Regions from separate parts of the Mus musculus genome. Here regions 2, 3 and 4 are each linked to region 1. Evidence: chromatin contacts called from public HiChIP or PLAC-seq and promoter capture Hi-C data. All regions are on one chromosome and are shown on one strand. The core of a region is the stretch at or near the end of the contact, and the rest is flanking DNA. Distances in the headings are between cores, read along the strand shown.

Region 1 (3,254 bases), core at 544-3,043:
CCTGGCCTAGCACTCTTGTGGTACTTGGACAACCTTAAGGTTCTCTCCCAAGTATGGAAGGCCAAATTCAGGGTTCTGGATCCCACAGGAAGAGGAGCTCAAGCAGTCATACCTGTTCAGCTGCACTGTCCCTTCATGACCCCAGAGCAGGGACGGGTGGCTACTTTGGCAGGAGGCAGCAGCCCTCGTTTTGAAGGCACTATGCTAACTGGGTCAGAACCCAGGCATGGGAAGATCAGTGAACTCTCTTCAGAACTCAGTCAGGCACCAGAATAGAGGCGCCCAAGAGAAATCTAATAGGATCCACGCATGTGGTTTTAAATCTCTGATAACCAGCTCATAAAAGCAAAAGGAAGCAGGTGAAACCATCGGTAATAGCATCCCTTAGTTGGCTCAACACACGAAAAACATTATCAACTCAACGCATAATGAATCCCAAGGAATTATTCATAAGCTCTCCTGCATTCCCTTTCCTATACAAAATCACCAAAACCCGGTGTGTATCTCGCTGACCCAGTTCCTGGGGCTCCGTGGCCACCGCATGGGACACAGAAGCCAAGGCTCACCTCTGCCACCGAGTTCAAAGACACAGTCTCCTGTGAACTCTTCCAGCGCACACATCTGGAAATCAGGCAAGGGTTCTGGGCAGGTCCATGGGTGTCTTAGGATGCCGTTGTTGTTTGTCCTGGTAGTAAGATGTTTGATCTCTCTGCCTCCACCTCTCTCTCTCTCTCTCTCTCTCTCTCTCTCTCGTGTGTGTGTGTGTGTGTGTGTGTGTGTGTGTGGTGTGTGTGTGTGAGAGAGAGAGGTGGGGGAGAGGTAAGAGAAGAGAGAAGAAGGGAGAGGACAGAGGGACACCTTGGCCTTTAATGGCCAAGCTAGCTCCTGGTTTTGAGACAGCTTCTGTTTGGCCCAGGGCTTGCTGGTTAGCCTAGGCTGGGTGGCCAATGGGCCTCCAGAAGGGTTCTACTTAACTCCATCTCCCCAGTGTTGGGATTAAGAGAACATGACACTGAGCTGGGTTCTTTGTAGTTTTGTAGGTTCTGGGCATTGAACTAAAGTTCTCCTGCTTACATGGCAAGCCTTCACTGCCTGAGCCATCTCTCCAGCCTGCCTCAGTTTCTTCCTATAGAAAATAAGAACAATCCCGGACTTCCTTGAGATTGTCTGAGGAGGAAGGTCACTTCCTTCTGTCCAGAGGGTGAGGGCAGGTGGGGCTTGAGCACCTCAGAGCTGCTCCCACCAGTTCCCACCGTGCCCCCCTCCCCTGGTTCTTCCAGCGTCTGCTCACACCTGCAGTTCCAGCATTCTCGAGGTGGAAGGGTCAGAAGTTCCAGGTTATCCTTGGCTACATAGCAAGAAATGTGTCAAGGAGACTGAGATGGCTCCCTGGCTCCAGACATGAACACCACAGAGAAGACCGCAGTCACAGAGCAGAAAACATACAAAACTAGGCGCTTGTGGAAATGTGGTTCATATGACGGGCCTGTCCAGTGTATCGACACTTCAAGCTCTGTGAGCCCACGGAAGACTTAGGCAGTCCTGGGATAGCTTTCTTTACTGTCTTCAGTTTAAAGATGAGAAAACAGAGGCACAGAGAGGTGAGGTATTTTGTCTGATGTCACACAGCTGGAGAAGCTTGTGTAGAGCATCATCAAGATGCCAACCTTTCTCTGCCACCCTTGAAACTTAAAAGTCTGTTGTTACCTGGAAACAATATCCAAGGAGATGGCAAAGTTGGGAGGCGGCTCAGTAACTGACAATGGGGAGACAAGATGCTGTCTGGCACCATCACAGTTAGTTGGTCCAGATGGTGGAAAGCCTGTATCCAATACCTGGAGTGGTGGGAACAGGAAGAGGTGAGGACAGACAGGTGAAATTTCTCAGTAATGGTTCTGTGAAGGGGGAAGAAGGGGTGTCTCGCTCCACCCAAAGGGAGGGCTCAGGGAAGGGAAGCCTATGACTTCATCACTGGGCCCACGCCAATGACATCACCAGAAGGGCAAGGAGCCAGGCTCAGCAAGTTATTTATGGAAACGGCTGGCGGCCAGGCACAGCTCCTGAGCTGTTTCAGATGTGGTTGGATAAAGCTTCCAGCTGGCCCAGTGGGGCCTCCAAGGCCTGCAGGCAGGCGGAGGAGGAAGGCTGGAGGAATCCAGCAGCTGGGGGCAGGGCTCCAGCAGAGATCATCAGAGTTCCAGGCTTCTTCCTTCTTGGGATCTGCTCATCTCTACCCATGCTCATCAAGGGCTTCCCTGCAGATCGGGCTGGCTGAACTCAGAGAGGACAGCATGTGTGTCTGCCTTCGTGTGCACCGAGGGCATGTCTGTGCACAAGACTGTAGTATGGGCTTGCCGGTCCATAGGGACACACACTCTGCTCCCTTCCACACTGGTACCTTGAGTGGTCCTGAGTGAGTATACAGATCTGTGCCTCCTTGCACGTGTATGTGCATGCGTGCATGGGGGTTGGGAGGCAGAGTGCCCAGGGAGAGCGGGGAGGAGAAGAGCCGCCCGGGAGCGAGATCACAGCAGGAAGCTGGGGAAATATCATTTCAGCCCAAGATCCAGAGGCACTTACAGAAGCTTCAGCAAAACCAGACAAAACTTCCTTTCAATCCATTTATCAAAACTGCCCGCAGCTCCGCTTCGGAGCAGGTACAACAAGAATAAAATATTGAGCACAACCAGCAACCGCGAGACTGGAGGAGGCCAATAAATAAGAAGTTACTGAGGAGCTCGCCCTGACCCTGACGGTTTGCTTTGCCGGTCCCTCCACCTATCTCGTCCTGTGATCTTATGGGTGATGGCAGGAGGGAGGATGGCAGGGGCCCCACTGGGGTGTTTTTGATGAGCTGGGGATATGAGAGTAACTCAGCCCTATGAAGACAAGCTTCAGTGAGGCAGCTGCAGGAGCTCTTCTCACATTTCTTGGGCTGGCTAACTGCCTTCCTTCTCATAATCCCCTGAGGATGGGCTGGAGAGCTGGCTCAGTGGGTAAAGATGCTTGCAGACAAGACTTACTCCCTGAGTTCGATCCCCTGGAGCCACATAGGAGAACTGACTCCTGCCTGTTGTCCTCTGACCTCCACATGCAGATGCTGGTATGCACACTGACACACACAAATATGTGTAGTAAAGCTTTTCAAAATTCTCCAAAAGGAAACTGAATCCATGCAATCTTGAGTGGCCTGGTTGTTCAAGAGAGCATTGAAGTGAGAATAGGGTCAGGAAGCAACCAAGGGGCTTGAACTC
Region 2 (3,576 bases), core at 248-2,747, 300 kb after region 1:
TGCCTTTATCTATTCATCTCCACGCAATGCAGACACAGGGAGCTTGCTGCAGTGAGTGCCTCCACCTAGGGGACCAGGGCTTGGGTGTGGAGCTTCCAGACTAGGAGCAGGGGACAGTGAGGCTGGATAGACAGTCTTGGGTACAGAGGGCTGCCTTGACCACAGACTGGGGGACTGACTCTCCCAGGCACCGAGCCAATAGTAACAGCCCAGCGGATCTTGTATGTGCAAAGGAAAACCGACTGGCAACAAGGAGCTGGAGCGACTTGGGCTATGCTCCTGTGGCATGCTGCCAAGACCAGCTTTGTAGACACTAGAGCAGGCAACCATGCAGGGTCCCTCACTCATGTGTTCACAGGGAGCCCTCAGCTCCATGTGTTGCGCCACCTTGAGTTCCCAGCTCCCTGGATGATTCTCAGAAGCTTGCCCTCCTTTCCCTACAGCTGTGATGCTATCTGTGTTCCTGACCCAGGGAGTGCAAGATGTCATAGGGTCAGGATATGTGTGTCCCACCTTCCCCCAAGCACCCTCGAAGACTGCACTGACCTCTCACGCAGTCCCTTGCTACCAAAAACCAATTTACAGCCAAGAACGCAATGTGAGAGACCAAGAGAGCCAGACCACAAGAGAAAGGCGAAGGCTTGCTTTCTGCTTTGTGGTAGAACTCTGTCCTCTGAGCAAGAAGTCACCATCTTCATCAGCTCAGCCTTGCCTGCTCTAAAGGATCCGTCAGCATTCAGAAGGAATGGGTGGGCAGGGTTATTGGACCCTCACCTGAGTTTCCAGCAGCTCCTCCCAGCCTTTTTAATGCAGTTCTGCCTTGATTGCATTTAGTTCTGAGGGTCTCAGGAGGGTGTGTGTGTGTGCACACGTGCGTGCATGCATGCACACTGAGGAAGATTAATGGAAAAGGACTCCATCTATGTAGCTATGGAGGAAGCATCCATACTGCTGGTAGCTTTCCAATGTGGCTGCTTTGAGGTCACCTGTGCTCTGTCATTAACTTCTCACTCATGTTCTGTAAATAAGCTCACGAATTCACTGGTTCCCCCCGGGGAGGAATTTTCAAAAGACACATTTTAAACATAACAATTGTGTGTCTTCACTATGAACTGGGCTCTACAAACATGACCCAGTCCACTGCCTCTAGGTGAGCTCTTGAGGGTGTTTTACAGGTCTCGGTCTGCTTATCTGGGACTTCTGCATCCAACCCCTTGACAGACACATTGAATCTGCCATGTGCAGGCCTCAGCTATGGCCTTCTGACAGGGATGGGATGAAAGTCACTGACCACTTCACAAGCTATAGTCTTCAAGCTCAGTCACCTCTTCATTGTGACAGTCTGTGTCCACCTCATTAGCTGGAGAAATCCCCAAGTCCAAACTGTTTTTAACAATGTAGTGAAAGATGCCCAGTGGCAGCCTGGGAAAGCCAGTCCTGGCTGGAATGAGCTTAGCTGGGGAAAGTGGAGACTCAGCCGCCTGGGGGACTGGCAGCGTTTGGCTCATCCATAGGGAAGGTTCTATGTCCATGGTGATGCCAAATGGAGGTCAAACAGATGCAGCTGGAGGAATGCAGCTGGCTGAACTCCTGAATGTAATTGTTCACCAGTTCGTTAAAGTCTCAGAGCCGCACGGATGTAAAATGGGTACTCTAGGCAGAGAGAGAGAGAGAGAGAGAGAGAGAGAGAGAGAGAGAGAGAGAGAGAGAGAGAGAGAATGCACTTACAAGGCCAGTAAACAGGCACCCAGAAGCACAGAGTAGAAGTAGAAAAGCCAACCTGATGAGCATCACTGCTGTGGACAACCAGCCTCTATTCCACTAGGGAGCCCAGAAGGGCAACTCTCAGAAAGACAATAGTGGACATGTGTACCCACTCTGATGGTTAGCTTTATTTGTCAACTTGACCCAACCTAGAATCAATCAGCAAAAGAGTCTTAATGGTGGGTTGTCTATATAGAAATAGCCTGTGGATAAATCTGTTGGGAATTGTGTTCAGTTAATTGATGTGGGAAGACCCAGCCCACTGAAGGAGGCACCATTCCCTAGGCAGGGGCTCCTGAACTGTGTAAGAGTGGAGAGATCGAGCCGAGCACAAGCAAGCAAGCTGAGTGTGTGTGTGTGTGTATTCATTTCCCTCTGCTCTTGCATGGGTCTGATGTGACCATGACTCATGCTCTGTCCTCCGTGACTTCCCCAAGGTGATGGACTTTAACCTTGGAATCGTGAGAGAAAATAAGCCCTTCCTGCTCTGAGTTGCTTGTTATCAGTGCATTTTATCACAACAGAAATGAAACTACAACACCTGCCAACCCCTATCCCTGGGGTATCGGCTTCCCTAAGTGTTTGAGCTGCAGATACCAGCTGGCAAATTCCTGCAGGTGGTAGTGGAGGAGTCTAGGAGAAAAGCGAAGCATCCAACAGTGCTGGAGACAGCTGTGTCCTGGCTCCTTATGGGCGTGGTACGTAGGAGCCTTACTACACCTGTAACAAGCATTATTAACATCCGCACCTTGCAGAGGAGAACCTTGAGGAGCCGGATGTTATGATAACAAGGGAAGGAAATCAGTATGATCTTTCTTGCTAGGATAGAATTCTTAACAACAATCAACCTAGCAGAGAAAGGGGCTTATTCCATCTCATAATTCACGGTCTCTCATGGCAGGAAAGGCATGGTGGCAAGATCATAAGGAAGCTGGTCACGTGACATCTGCAAGTCAGACGCTAAGAGAGATGAATCCTGGTGCCTAACTCATGACTTAGTTGGATCGCGCTGCTGTGAAGAGACACCATGCCTAAGGCAACTCTTGTAAAGGCTAACATTTCATTGGGTCTGGCTTACAATGTCAGAGGCTTTGTCTGTTATCATCATGGTGGCAAGCATGGCAGCACCAAGGCAGACATGATGCTGGAGGAGCCGAGGATTACCCAGCTTGATCCACACGCAGCAGAGGGACTGTGCCACACGGGGTGAAGCTTGAGCATAGGAGACCTCAAAGCCCACCCACAAGGTGACGTAATTCCTCCAACGAGGCCATACCTCCTAATAGTGCCGCTGCCTATGGCCAAGCATTCAAACACATGACTCTATGGGGGCCATTCCTATTCAAACCACCACACCTCATGTTCCCCCTTTTATGTGGTATGTGACCCCAGCCCATGGCAGGGGTCACATTTAGACTGAATCTCTCACCTCAGTTAATCTAATCTAGATAAGCGCTTGCAGGCAACACCTAACAGACTCTTGTCTCATGGGTGATTTCAAATCCAGTCAATTTAATATTAACCACCACAGAGACACAACTCAATTGCTCTACATACAACTGGACCGAAGAGCCTGGTCTGAATCAAAGACACTTTTCTCCCCACTGCAAAATGGATCCAAAGTCCTGGGCTCAGACACCACACCAGGCTTTGGCCTTCAGTGAAATCAACAACAATGAAGCTGGTGAGAAATGAGGACTCCAAAGTCAATGTCAAGACCCCAGCATGTGCTGGGGCATTCCAGAGCAGGGGTGGACAGGAAGCAAGACATAAAGGGACAATCAGATGGACTACAGGCACTGGGCTCCTAGA
Region 3 (3,738 bases), core at 1,147-3,646, 350 kb before region 1:
ATGATGGGTTAGGATCAAGCCCTTCCTCCCAGAGTTGGTTCTGGTCATGGTCTTTTTCACAGCAACAGAAAGCCAACCGGGGCAGCGTTGAACTCACGCTGTAGCTCAGGCAGTCCTGGACCCTGTGGATTTTCTGCCTTACCCTTCCGCATGGCTGGGATTTCAGGCCTACACCACCAACCCTGGCGGACTTTGTATGTAAATGTTATATACATTTATATAGCTTGAAGTGTCTTGTCATCCCAGCCAGCCAGGCAGCCATTGGAGCCGCCTTAGGACCATGCTGGAAAAGACACAGGCGCCAACTTGAAGGGACCAGTGATCATCTGTCAATAATAGGGCTAATAACAACAGCGGAATGGAGCACAGCAGATGTATTTAGAGATCCTTAAGTTCATAACGACATTGCTAAAAGCAAAATGGAGCCAAAGACATCTCCAACCCAAACTTAGCTGTCACCTTAGATGCTAGGGAGCTACTTATGATGCTAAGAATTGAGAAGCTATGGAAAAGAGTTTTAAATCTTTTTCCTAATAAACCCAGAGTTCAGATAGTAGAAAACAGACAAAGGAAAATATCATTTTCCTTCCTGTCTCTTGGCTTCCTTCCCTCCCTCCCCCTCCCTCCCCCCCTCCCTTCTTCCTCCCATCCTCCTTTCTTCCCCCTCTCTCCCTCTCTCCATCCCTCCCTCTTTTCCCACCTCATTTCTTCCTTCCTGAAGGCATTTTAGCTAATCAAGAATAAAATTTCCACCCTCAGTTTGTAACTCCTATTAAAAAATCACAACCCCTACAAAGGGCTGTTCACGGCCACCAGGTTCACAGTTAAAGAGACAATCAAACTTTGCACCTTCGGATGTCAACACACAGCATCACCGAGGGACCCCCACCTCCCTGCAGAAAAGGTAATCAAACAAACTTGAATCCAGTTGGCCACTGGCTCTACATTCCAATTGTGTGCAGATATAGTACTCAGAGGATCGAGTTAAATGACCCCGTAGGGAGGCAATCAGCAAAATTCAGGGCTGTGGAAAATGCATGGGATGAATGACTAAGTTTCTTCACCAAATAAATCATGAGGAGAGAGAGAGGAAGGGAAGGGAGGGAGAGAGAGAGAGAGAGAGAGAGAGAGAGAGAGAGAGACAGGGGGAGAGAGAGAGAGAAGGGAGAGAGAGAGAGGAGAGAGAGAGAGGAAGGAGGGAGGAAGGGGAGAGAGAGAGAGAGAGAGAGAGAGAGAGAGAGAGAGAGAGAGAGAGAGAGAGAATGGGATGGGGAGACTCTAAGATCAGTGGAGACTTTAACCCACGGCCTTCATCTAGATCTAAGAACACATAAATCAGTCAGTCGCAGGAAGTGGTTGGGAGGCAATCAAAGAAATCCAAAGGCTGGCAGGACGCATAATGATGGGATGGTTGACATTTTTAGGTATGGTTGTTTTTAATAGAGAGAGCTTGTAGAGACTCTTTCTCTACAAGGACATTTACAGACGGTGTGATGAACTGCCTGAGATTCACTTCGGCAAGTTGCTCAGGATGGGCTAAGGGCTGGGAGGAGCTCGGAGGAGGTGGAGACTGCCAGGAGGAGGAGGAGACTGCCACTTGGTCACGTTGAAGCTGGAGATGGGTGTAAGGTGGACATTTGAGTCTTCCCCCCAACTTGTGTAGATGTCCGAACATTCTAACAACTTAAAGGATATTCTATCTGATCACATGTACAGATGGGACAACCATTGCATCCCCCTATTCTGAAGGCTAACGAAGCGAAGAGAAAAGACCTCAACTTTGATTCACTTGTACTTCAAAACAAAACCGAAAACAAGCTGAAGGTATCAGTTTACAATAAAACACAGGGATGAGAGTATAGCTCAGTTGGTAGAGTGCTCGCCTGGTGTGCCTGAAGCCCTGGGTTCAATCCCCAGGACTACATAGACTAGATGTTATAAACCTAGGACCTGGAAAGTGGAGGCAGGAGGATCAGAAGTTCACAGGCACTTGCACGAGAGAATGAGCAGAGGATGTAGCTGGTTGCCTGGTATTGGGTAAGCCCCCATTAGTGTGACAATACGCTATTGCTGCCCCATGAGTTTGTTGTATGCTCAAAATATCAGGCAGCTGACGGTCACTGGCCCATCTACACAGCTCCTGAGTACAGGAGAAAGTTGGGATGAAGCAGGGTTGGGGGGCTTCTGCGGTATCTTCTTGTTCTGGGTCACCGCAGGCTATTGCCCTAGTTGTCCTGGCCACTTGGTGGCCTTTCAGCCCTTGGAGGGCTTTTCATCTTAGAAGCTTGTAGCTCGTCCCTCCCACATGTAGAATAAAACTTGTGCTTAGGCTTGGCAGCCAGAAGCTAATTGTTCCCAGCTCGGCCTCTGTGTTCCATGGCCATGCAGACCTCCTTCCCTCCCCCGAGTCCCAATTAGCAGCTTTTTTTCCAGCCAGTCAGCAACTGCAAGCTTGGGCTACAGCCCCTATCCCAGGAAGATTCTTTTTGGCCCGTGCTCTCTGCCTTCGTGGGATTGAAAGTGCTGTGGCCCAGTGGCTCCAGCTCTGGTCTCTAGGTTGCTTCTAACACAAGTAGAAGATTCTTTTTGCAAAATAATCTCACTCCTTTCCTCTCCAGCCTCCCAAGCTACCAAGTCGTAACGGTGCAGACGCTTGTCCTTGTGGTACATGTGCAGCCTCGGGGCAGAGGACTCAGGGATATGGCAGTTGTCACCTTGCTATCACTGGACCCTGAGCTAAACCCCAGAGTTTGTAATTTTCTCTCCTTTCTCCTGGCTTTCCAGCCCCTTAAATCCTCTGCTTCTTTTTTTTTTTTCACACCTGGAAATGACCCTGTGACATCTGTCTACCTACCTCCTGCTGAGGTCAGAAGCTTCCAAACATGGCGTTGGCCTATGCTACCTGGTGTGTCTTCAGTTCTCTCAGAGGACAGCAGGCCTCCTTGTGGGAGGAGTAGGGGACCCCAGGCCTGGGATGCAGGACAGGAGGACTGAGAAGTCCTGATGCCCAGCAGTTAAACTGGCCAGACAACCCAGCCAGCATTCGTATGGCTACAGCTCAGACGCTTCTATTAGTCATTGGCTAGACCGTGTCTGTACTGAACTCATGTGCCGAAGTTTTAAGCTGGACTCCCAGAGTGTTTGGAACTTGGGCCCTTAAAGTGCTGCTTAAAGTTGAGTGATGTCATCAGGGACAGGCCCTAGCCCAGTGTGACTGGCACTTTTGCAAGAAGAGGGGATGAGACCACAGATACTCATGAACATATAAGGAGAGAGAGTGACATCCACACTCTAATCTAAGACATTAGTCGACAAGAGGCAAGCTGGGGTTTGTAGTTCAACTCTGTCCTAATCCCGAGGCTTTACCCTCACTGTGTTTGGGGTCAAGTACAGCCAGTGGCATGTGACAGTCATACCATAGAGGTAAGGAGTGAGTGACTGGGGCATTGTTTTGATGGACTACCTCAATGGCCAGGAGTCCACGCCTTGTTTGTGGCTGGAGTTGCTGAGGACAGCCTCTTTCTGGTGACAGCTGGGGCACAGTGTGCTCTCCCAGAATCTTCTATGTAACCTTGAAAGTCACTGGGGGCGGGGTGTCCCCTGCTTTTATCTGTGACCTCTGTCTGCTGGAGTCTGGTTTCAGAAGCCCACAGTGATTTTACTGCTCTTCCCTGGAGCCCCCCACCCCACCCCTCAGCCCTAACACCCTGAGCTCCTCCTGGCTTCCTTTCAAGGAGA
Region 4 (3,585 bases), core at 468-2,967, 480 kb after region 1:
GGAAGTTGCTTCACATTTCTCTGCTTGGCTACAGGGGTCTACATCAGGTCCTAAGGCTGAGGGCACCTAAGTCAGCCCTGTGCTTCAACTGCCCTCACTTCCCTTACAAGGTTCAGGCCAGCCTGGGCTACATTGTTCCAGGAAATCAGGACTATAGCAAGACCTGTCTTACTAGAAAAGACTGGGTGTAGGCCTATAAGTCTTAGCTGTACAGGGATGTGGGCTTTTCAAGTCCACAGAACATTTCCATCAACTCAGAAGCCGCTCCCCGACCCTGGCCACTGGGAAGCAGCCACAGCCCAGCCCGGCCCTTGCACTGCAGATCTTGGGGTTTCCTGACTGGATTCCCTTTCTCCCCTGCCCATTAGTCCCTCACCCCACAAGATTTCTACCCACCATGGAATCCTCTGGAGACATCAGCCTAACTGTTCCCTGTGGAGGCACCCCCCAAGCTAGCCACCCTCATGCCAGCTCAGGACAAAAGCACTGGACGTGTTTATAATCACCGAGGTTTAGAGCCTCCCCTCCCTACTAAACACGTGGAAAGACAGGAAACTGGAAAGAGACTTTGCTCATCACTAGGTGTCCTAGGCTCGGGAGGATTCCTAGACAATCCTGGACTAGCGAGACATCTGTGAGAACAAGGTGGGTTAGGGGGTTGATGGTGCCTCGGCTGTCCGGGGCAGATGTAGCAGCCAGGCTCTAGCAACTATAGAACAGAGCTGACTGTGAGAAGTCCTAGCGGCCAGGGAGCAGGGAAGCACTCCTAGCAAGGTTCTTTGATAGAGCAAGAGTGCCTGTTTTAGGGGCACCACAGCACCTAGTTAGAAATTCTCCCTGCCCTCTCTGGGGTCTCCTTTCCTTCCTCTGCCTGCAGCACTAAGCATCCTCCCTCCAGCTGGCTCCCCAGCGCTGTGCCCAACCAAGCCTGGCCCTGACTTGGCTCTCGAGTTTGCCACCTAACGTGTTGACTGGTACCTGCCCACCACCTACCTCCTGCTTAAGACCCTTGTGCAAGCCGGGCGGTGGTGGCGCACGCCTTTAATCCCAGCACTTGGGAGGCAGAGACAGGCGGATTTCTGAGTTCGAGGCCAGCCTGGTCTACAAAGTGAGTTCCAGGACAGCCAGGACTACAGAGAAACCCTGTCTCGAAAAACCAAAAAAAAAAAAAAAAAAAAAAAAAAAAAAAAGACCCTTGTGCTCCCAGCTTCAAGGCCAGGCTGCTCTACATAATGAGTTCCAGGACAGAAAGCATAGTGAGGCCCAGTCTGGGGAATAATTAATAATAATAATAGTAATAGTAGAATGAATTAGGGACTAGCCCAGCCTCCTAGGTAATGATTACTAATTATCCACTGGCTCTTTAGTCTTTTTTTCAAAATCTTGCCTTTTTTTTAAGATCAGGTCTCACATAGCCCAGGCTGGCCTCCAACTCATAACAGACCTGAGGAAGACCTTTGAATTCTTGATCCTTCTGCCTTACCATCCTAAGGCACGCACCATCAAACCTGGGCCACTATTCTGATGTTGATAGCAAGGATCAGGGCATGTTTTTGAGCCCAATTTCTGGAGTGGGTGTGTGTGTCCAGGAATTGGCTCAAGAGGAGGGGTGGGGCAGGGCCCGAGGTGGGGGCGGGACCTGAGCAGAGCCTCGTGCATGGTGGGGCGTGTCCTCGCCTAGGGCTGGATATGGGGCGGGGTTTAGGCGAGGCGGGGCCGGGTCGCTTCCGAGCCGGGTAGTGGTGGTAGCGGCGTTGGCAGGGGCAGTGGACCCGCTGCAGCTTGTGCAAGCCATGCCGGCGGCGCGAGTGGAGTACATCGCGCCCTGGTGGGTCGTGTGGCTGCACAGCGTTCCGCACCTCGGCCTGCGCCTGCAGCGAGTAGACAGCACCTTCAGCCCCGGCGACGAAACTTACCAGGAGGTAAGCCCATGAGCCGAGCCACGGAGAGGGACCCTTAGAGTGAGAGCCAGAGCCGGCCTGCGCTCGCCCAGGTCCCACTCCTTTCTCTCTTGCCTCGGCATCCCGCGCTCTCCGCGCTTCTCAGACCCCCTTGGTCCCCATTTGGGCCCTCTCAGCTCTCCCGGGTTCCTTGGCCGGGACGCTCGACCTAGCTGGAAATCTCGGAGTTGGTAAAGCTGGAAACACTGGGGAAGAAGAGGAAGGACGCGGAGGCTGCGCTCGGGTGGCGGGGGCTGAGCCTTCCAAAGACTTACAGTGGGGGTGGGGCATCTGAATCGGCGTGACTGGCGGCCGAGGTGTGTGGGTGCTTAGAGGTGCTGCAAAGTTCCCCTTCTGAGACTCCCGACACCAGACGATTTCTCTCCCGGCCCTGATGGCCTGAGAAAAAGTTTAGGCAGAAACCGACTTGAGTCTCCGGAGTCCTTTGCGCTCCTTTCCCCAGCCCCAGCCCCAGCCTGAAGGGTAGCAGCCACTGCCAATACCTCTGCCTTGGCTTCTTCACAAAGGCTGCGGGGCTGAAAGAAGCGGCGTGGGTGACTAATCTCTTGGATGCCAAAACCCCACAGCTGTTGGAGTCCAGGATGGAAGGTGGCTTCAGATCCACCCCGTCTCGCACCACGTCCAGCATCTACCCCGTCTGTTCTGGTGTTCCTTCCCTATAAACTTCTAGGCTCTGAAATTCTGAGGTCTTGGTTCCCGGGCCAGCTACCCTCCTTATCTTTATACTTCTTAACTGTCCCTGATGAAGGGGGACGTTCCCTTGCGGGTTTGGAGGTCAGGTCCAGGCTTCTGACCTCCTTTCCAGACCCTGCAACGGTCTCTCAGCAGATCTCAGCCGCGGTTAAACCCACGGCGGCCTCTGCGGCCCGGCTGAGTCAGTTCCCTCTGCTGGGTCAAAGATTCAGGGGCTGAGGCGACTTGGGAGGAGGCCCATTATTAGTTCAGAGCACTGTGCTCATGTTGGACTTTGACCTGCAGTGGTTGGCACGGTGTCCTAATCTCCATAGTGGGGCATCTGGCTGAGCAGGGCTTCTCTAGACTGCCCAGGAGTGGCTTCTTGTCCTCCCAGATTGTCCTCGTTCTGAGGCCAGGGGCTCCCGAACCGTGTGCTGTGCTCTGCCCAAGAAGAGCCAGTACCCCAGAGTCTAATTATAACTTTCAATGGCTCTACTACTTGCGGGCTTGGGCTGTTGGTTTCTGTTCTTCTGGGAGGATGGGACCCCCTTTGTGCTACTGGAGGCACTGTCAGCCCTAGGCACTGCAGCCGCCCCCGCCCCCCCCCACCCCCGACCCCCCTCGCCCCCCCAGTCTTGTCTGGCCCTGGAAGGAAGACTTGTTCCCTGAGGCCTGGTGGCTACTGGCAAAGCACCAGGGAGTCTTCCTTCAGCTAATGCTTAAAAGGGGACGGATATGGTTTCCGAACAGCTGTGTTGGGGGTGTGGAGAGAGCCCTGGGTCCCAACCATATTTTCTCCTCTCTCCTGGAAGAAATCTAGCCCCTCAGCTGGGTCAAGGGACCTCTGGCTTGGAAGGGGTTGACTCGGGCTCTCCCTCACCCCCACAGCCTGAGCCTGACCCCACCCACCCCAGTCTAGGGATAGGCAGGTGTGTGGTGCTGGTGAGTC

Evidence for each region. Promoter capture Hi-C pulls out the DNA fragments that hold promoters and counts their contacts. HiChIP or PLAC-seq counts read pairs in DNA pulled down with a chosen protein or histone mark.
Region 2: an H3K27ac HiChIP or PLAC-seq map of VIP interneurons shows a contact between it and region 1, with 5 times the contacts expected there. The contact joins the enhancer-like site here to the promoter of 1700092K14Rik in region 1. A contact is called at or near these places in 3 of 39 promoter capture datasets (the HPC-7 cell line, cranial neural crest and liver) and 2 of 115 datasets of contacts at active chromatin or transcription factors (VIP interneurons and embryonic stem cells).
Region 3: a contact with region 1 is called in a promoter capture Hi-C map of cranial neural crest, with 6 times the contacts expected there. The contact joins the enhancer-like site here to the promoter of 1700092K14Rik in region 1. A contact is called at or near these places in 8 of 39 promoter capture datasets (the HPC-7 cell line, cranial neural crest, embryonic stem cells and 4 more), 2 of 484 Hi-C or Micro-C datasets (the HPC-7 cell line and embryonic stem cells) and 1 of 9 other capture datasets (embryonic stem cells).
Region 4: an H3K4me3 HiChIP or PLAC-seq map of forebrain shows a contact between it and region 1, with 3 times the contacts expected there. The contact joins the promoter of Ttyh2 here to the promoter of 1700092K14Rik in region 1. A contact is called at or near these places in 1 of 39 promoter capture datasets (neural stem cells), 11 of 115 datasets of contacts at active chromatin or transcription factors (the SCID.adh cell line, T-cell acute lymphoblastic leukemia, astrocytes and 8 more) and 1 of 9 other capture datasets (embryonic stem cells).

The regions. Positions count from the first base shown.
Region 1 is chr11:114,196,465-114,199,718 of GRCm38.p6, forward strand. It overlaps 1700092K14Rik (RIKEN cDNA 1700092K14 gene), which reads left to right and starts at 1,794. Exons shown (of 3, transcript NR_045930.1): 1 at 1,794-1,859; 2 at 2,262-2,413; 3 at 2,559-2,735.
Region 2 is chr11:114,495,559-114,499,134 of GRCm38.p6, forward strand. The region is part of intron 1 of Gm39472 (a long non-coding RNA gene); the gene reads left to right. Among named protein-coding and RNA genes, the nearest start is that of Gm39472, 8.1 kb to the left of the region's middle. Within about 2 kb of position 1,498, at least 8 of the 459 cell types and tissues checked have an H3K27ac peak or open chromatin away from gene starts, as enhancers often do. A contact at or near this core is called in VIP interneurons, where this site is marked.
Region 3 is chr11:113,847,140-113,850,877 of GRCm38.p6, forward strand. All of the region lies in intron 18 of Sdk2 (sidekick cell adhesion molecule 2), which reads right to left. Among named protein-coding and RNA genes, the nearest start is that of Gm51930, 45 kb to the left of the region's middle. Within about 2 kb of position 2,397, at least 5 of the 459 cell types and tissues checked have an H3K27ac peak or open chromatin away from gene starts, as enhancers often do.
Region 4 is chr11:114,673,751-114,677,335 of GRCm38.p6, forward strand. Ttyh2 (tweety family member 2) reads left to right here and starts at 1,718. Exons shown (of 14, transcript NM_053273.2): 1 at 1,718-1,922. The coding sequence starts at 1,794.